2 separate regions of the Bombyx mori genome follow, and region 2 is linked to region 1. The links are chromatin contacts, called in public Hi-C maps. All regions are on one chromosome and are shown on one strand. Each heading gives the region's core, a stretch centred on a gene start, on an enhancer-like site or on the middle of the called end of the contact. The rest is flanking DNA. Distances are from core to core; before and after follow the strand shown.

Evidence for each region. Hi-C and Micro-C count contacts between places; a contact is called where the count stands out from the background.
Region 2: a contact with region 1 is called in a Hi-C map of middle silk gland, with 1.7 times the contacts expected there. The contact joins the promoter of LOC134200940 here to the promoter of LOC101742490 in region 1. A contact is called at or near these places in 2 of 7 Hi-C or Micro-C datasets (middle silk gland and whole pupa).

Annotation. Positions count from the first base shown.
Region 1 is chr22:2,420,099-2,423,310 of ASM3026992v2, reverse strand. It overlaps LOC101742490 (X-linked retinitis pigmentosa GTPase regulator), which reads left to right and starts at 1,405. Exons shown (of 8, transcript XM_004924743.5): 1 at 1,405-1,506. The coding sequence starts at 1,488.
Region 2 is chr22:2,775,940-2,778,995 of ASM3026992v2, reverse strand. LOC134200940 reads right to left here and starts at 1,295. Exons shown (of 2, transcript XM_062674869.1): 1 at 1-1,295. The coding sequence starts at 496. The region is part of intron 6 of LOC101741761 (four and a half LIM domains protein 2); the gene reads right to left.

The DNA of each region.
Region 1 (3,212 bases), core at 156-2,655:
GGACAATCAGTGATGTAGGCTGATTTGATTGAAGACATAATTAGCATAAGCGGTTATGTGAAAGTGTATATATATAATGTTGTATTTAGAGCACGAAGATATAGACATGAGCAAGAAAAATTAATAATTTCAATTATTTAAATTAATTTAATTTATTTAAATTTAGAATTGCTGATACTTGAAATGATTGACTGCGTGAGTGAATTCTTCATCTTCTTCAAAGTATGAAACTTTAGATTCTCATTTGTACACAAATATTCTATTCAAAAATTCTACTTTAATTATTTATTTACTATTTATTTTTATTTATTTAATTATTATTTATTTACTACGTGGGAACCCACCATGATTATATCCCAAGAAAACCACCCTATGATGCAAGGAATGAATAAGATAAGTTATCTGATATTTAATTAGAAGATAAGAATATTCTATATGTTATAAAGAAAACGATCGTAAAATGTTTATGAAGACCATGATAAGCCTATAACTAAAACACGATAAAGCCGCAAAAATATGTAGACCTCTGGAAAAGTTTCTAACAAATCGACTATCTTTACTAATTGTGAATTAAGAGGGGGGTGAGGTAGTTCTTTTTTCGTGGTTGCCTGCGATTTCGACAACAATAACATCGAACAGGGATATAGTTCTTACGGAATAGAATTAACAAGATATAGTTGAATATTTGTAGTTTGATTTAAAATCAATGTGTTTTGTTATTCGCGTAAACCTCGACAGGTATTTCAAAGCTTACTCTGTTCCACTGCAGGTACACAAACATTTACAACATTTCTCATATAAGCGTTTCTTCTTTTATTGCCACTGTAGGCAGGCAAGCCTGTTCATCTGGTGGTAAGTCGTTACAGCCACTTGTGAACGTCAGCAACGATACGGACACAACCATATAGTTTTCTACCGCTAACTACAATTAGATTACTGAAAACTGCCCCAAAATCTTATCAATGATCAATGCTAGTGTGTGATTAATAAAATGATGGCCTACAGTATGCTACATCAAATAATCATTATATATAACATTTTATAAATATTCATTTAATTTGATATGGTTTTTTTTTTTTTTTTAAATTTTTAAGAATTCTGATAAAATTTTAATTTTAATTTTATTGTATTTTGATTAAAACATTATGTGTGAAATTTTATGGGCTTAAGTTGCCTGAAATAAACGCATTTCATTGCCATTTCACATAATAGAATTTCATAGAAATAAAAAATTAGAAAACTTTTAAACTATGACTAATATCAACTCGTCTTGCAGTGGTTAGCGTGAAATATAAATAACAAATGTTAACAAAAAAAATCATGAAATTACCGCTTTCACGAATAGCTACATCTATGTGAAATAGTGGTAGCATGAAGCCAAGGGGTGGCATGACGAGTAGCGGTCAGTTTTCGCCCCGCGCTCGACCGGTCGATCCGTGACCATGGGTCAAGTGAACGTAGAACATTAGTCGACAAACACAGCCAACATGACCGATGATATACCAGGTAAAGCTAGCATATTCAATTCAGACTATAATAAATAATAGTTTTAAAAAAACTAACAAAATACGCTTTTATGGAAAATCCAACTAAAAAATAGAAATTAATATTGAATGAAAAATAGTGTAAGAAAAAATGATTTTATGGTAAAAAAAAAACTGGGTGCTTTTCAGAATATTATCAAAATAGCCCTTCTCCTCACGGTCCTTAATAAGTATACCAAATTTCGAGTTAATCCGACGTTTTGAAGGGGGTCAAAATCATCTTCAAAGATTCCGTTACAAACATACATACGTCTGAAGCTAATAAAAGCGTATTAAAAACGTCCCTAAAATAAACATTATATTTTAGGATTTCACACACAACTGTAATGTCATTTAGGTTTAATTTTTTCAATACGAAATTCATTAACTATGATTTTGTCCAGACGAAAATGGTTCCATCTAGAATATTATTAATCATTCTACGCTTAGATCTTGCAACAATCGATTTTTTTTTGTTAATATTAATTTTCAGTCAATATAAATTTCATTAAAACCATTTGTCTATTGAAGTCTACATAAAAACTGAAGATAAAATTATCTAATTAATTTGTATTAATTTGTAGCATTCACGTAGTGTTTATCGGGAGTAATCGATTTGCTTGTAGTCTGCACGTATTATTTACATAGTAACAATTAAAATAACTTGAAGTCTGCAGTCTAGTTATTACAAATCATCTATTGTATATTTAATAGGGAAGTAAAAGAAAATCTATATACTAATACGTGAAGCAAAAACTTTGTATCCCTTTTTACGAAAATTGCGCAGACGGAAAAGTATGAAATTTTCCACACTTATAGAGAATATAGAGAAGAAGTGCACAATGCTAATATTTTTTTAAAATAATGCATAAAAGATACATTAAATCAATAAAGAAAACATTACACACACTACATACCATGTATTTGACGCACACACGCATGCATACTATTCATTGTCAAACTTTTGTTCTTGACGTCTGTGGTCAAATTGAGAATAGATTAAATATTGTTTGTCTTTATTAATATTTTTATAGTGTAGCCTTGGCGAAATTTGTGATTATAGAAGTATAAAATTACAATCATAATAAAGTACAAACTTACAATTCCAATTAATTATAGTCGAATTTCGACTACTGCGGGACCTCTAGTATAGTTAAATGCTTAAAATAACATAGAAAATCAGACAGTAGAAACATCCGCAATCGTATGTGAATTTCAATTGATTCTGTATTAACCTATATAAAAAACGAGTCCATCTAACTAGTGCGTGTTTTCTCTAGGCAGATCGACAATCTGTCGGCGGAGCAGTATGGCTTCCGAGAGGGCCGCTCAACGGTAGACGCGATCCTTCGCGTGCGGGCCCTCTCGGAGGAGGCCGTCTCCAGGGGTGGGGTGGCTTTGGCGGTGTCGCTCGATATCGCCAATGCGTTTAACACCCTGCCCTGGTCCGTGATAGGGGGGGCGCTGGAACGACATAGAGTGCCCCCCTACCTTCGCCGGCTGGTGGGTTCCTACTTAGAGGACAGATCGGTCACGTGTACCGGACACGGTGGGATCCTGCACCGGTTCCCGGTCGTGCGCGGTGTTCCACAGGGGTCGGTGCTCGGCCCCCTTTTGTGGAATATCGGGTATGACTGGGTGCTGAGAGGTGCCCTCCTCCCGGGCCTGAGCGTTATCTGTTACGCAGAC
Region 2 (3,056 bases), core at 46-2,545, 360 kb before region 1:
AGGTCATTTTATCCTTGGTAGTTTCTTCGTCGGTAACATGATTCAAGTTGATAGGAGTTGGCGATCGTCTGCTTTGTCCAACGTTGATAGATTCCGAGCTATTAGATAGGATAGTTTTCGTTCTAGTTGGCGAATACCTTTCAGGTTTGAAATCGCCATTTGGAATCGTGTGGTCTTCGACTGATTCTTGACCAAAGCTAGAGATTCTCGTAGAAAATAACAGGGGAGTAGAATCGGATTTTTCATTATAGTACTTTACTTCGGCGGATTGGAGTCTTCCTTTCTTATCTTCCGTCAAACATATGTATCCTTGGCCGTAATCGATCCAGCTGTTTGACGTTTTAGCGGATTTTCTGAGGAGATCTGTGTAGTGCTCAACAAGATCTTCGAAGCCTGGTTGATTGTCAGGTATGGTACCGCTTAGGATGTGTCTAACACATTCAACAGCTTCATGGACACCGGCGTAGGTGATCACGATAGATACCATAAGTCCCATTGTAATATATCAGCACTTAACTAAAGGAATGTTTAGGGTTTTTTGATTGAACTCAACTAAAAGGGGAGGGATGTCTGTAGCGATATATCGCTGTGGCAAGATTTGAACAACTGAAATTAAAGTGTTATTGTGTGCCAATGAATTCAATCCAGATTTAGACTAGCTTGGCGTTGCCCAAAGTATTACATTTTACACGATCGCTCAAGGCTGAGGTCGCTGTGTTTTCCGAACCGGTAATATATGTGTTCCAATCAATTAATAGATTGGTAACAAATCTTTTTAATAGTCAGTTAATCTTATGTGGCGTAGGTGGACAATTCACAGTAGAATCTCCATTATCCAACAAAAAGACATTATGTTGTCTTGGAAGAATGCTTATCAGAAATTTATTGTAAAACATTTTTTTAGAAATTTCTTATTGATATATCGACTGTTTGACTTCGACATATTTATTTATTTATTGCGTACACGACGTAGGGAAACAGTCTTCTAAAAACATTCTGTTTGCTCTACTAATTCACTAACTACTACTCTAATCGTTACGGATTGATTTATGTTGTTGCAAATATATTATGCATATTAAAATTAAGATCCCTCTACATAGTTAAAACTTGGCTTTGACAACAAGGTGATATGATGCGTGTGACATTTGTTAGCCATATGGATGTTATTATCTGTAAATAAATCATTTGTAAATTGAGCCAATGAATGTTTGCTATTATCATAGGCGTCTTGGATTTACGTTTTCTACCTGGTCTTAAACTTTAATTTAAAAATAATAGTTTAAAGAAACTAACAAAATACGTTTTTATAGAAAGTTCAACTAAAAAATAGAAAATAAATTTTAAGAAATTTGAAAAAAAAAATTTCTTACACATTTTTAATAAATAAATTTTAAGAAATTTGAAAAAAAAATTTCTTACACATTTTTAATTCAAATTTATTAAAATTTATTTTCTATTTTTAGTTGGATTTTCTATAAACGCGTATTTTGTTAGTTTTTTTAAACTATTATTTATTTTTCATTTTTTAGTTGAATTTCAATTTTTTCAATTTTTTTTTAATGTTGGATTTGTCATCGATCCTTAATAAGTTTACCAAATTTCGAGTTAATCCGACGTTTTGAAGGGGGTCAAAATCATGTTCAAAGATTTCGTTACAAACTAAAATACTAACATACATACGTCTGAAGCTAATAAAAGCGTATTAAAAATAGTTAATTTTACGAAAGACTTCATTGGTGGCAGCGTGTAATCATCCTACGTGAGTTTTGTTTTAGTGATATTATGGAATCTTTTGAGACCGCAGGGGTCGGTACTACCATCCTGCCTATGTCTATCTAACCTAACAGTTATGCGTTCCAGTTTAAGGGATGCAACAATTACGGTTTGAGTCCATAGACATCACACCGTGATCACCGCTATCCACGTTCACACTAGAAGTCTAAGACTCCAGCTTTAAAGATTACGCGAATTATAATTTTGCGGGTTTGATTTTCGTTACACTTCCACTGAGTTTCTGGCCGTATCTTCTCAGTGGGTCGCGTTTCCGATCCGGCGGTAGAAGCACTGCTCTTGCTAGGTTCAGTGTTAGCGTCACTCCGTTTTGAGCCCCGTGAGCTCACCTACTAGTTAAGGTTACGCTGAAATAGCCTCTAAAGGCTATCAGTTTAGGTAGGAAAAAACAATCGTTGTTATTCTTTCATGGCGCAAGTCCTTCGTGCACATGTGTTAAGTACGTAGTTCATTAGATAATTTGTTACCTGCCAGCGGGATTCCTTATCGTTTAGGCTACGATAACTTCTCTTTTTCTTTTTTATTTCTAGTTTCTTAGTTTAGTTTAGTGAAGGAATAATTTAGCAGAAAAGCGGCAATAAATTTTAATTTTAATTCATGCCTTTTTTTTATAAATTATGCACGTGTCATTGACCTTTAAAAAACCCGTTGCACACGTAACTAACATGTACTAATATAATATATGTCGCTCATAAAACGCGCGCCGGATAAAATTCGCAGATTGTTTTGAAATAATGCCAGACCGAATAGAACTCAATGGCCGCGACGGTTCGCTTTAAAAAAATAGTATCAATTCCGATTTTTTTTTTTTTAAATGAAAAACAATCTATTTTCATAAACAGCAGCGGAAAATTGTTTTAATGTTGTTTTTTTAGCTAGAATAGGCTTATATTAAAACTGATGACGCCTTATTTATTATTGTTCAAATCAATTATATGTATGGCGGAAAATTCCACACACGAAATCGGATTTAAGACTTGGTGTTAGTCGAAGAGATATTAAGATTTTATTGAATTTGCATCTCAAATCTCAGGGTGGTGGTGTTTTTTTTTTTTTTTTTTATTGCCCTTGCAGGCAAACTAGCATACGGCCCACGTGATGGTGAGTGGTTACCGTCGCCCATGGACTTCAGCAATGCCAGGGGCAGAGCCAAGCCGCTGCCTACCAAAGCTGCTGGTGTCCTCGTTGATGTCTATAAGTTCCAATAACCACTTATCACTAGCCCGTTTGCTCATCTGATTACGAAAGTAAGGCTCCGGTAACCA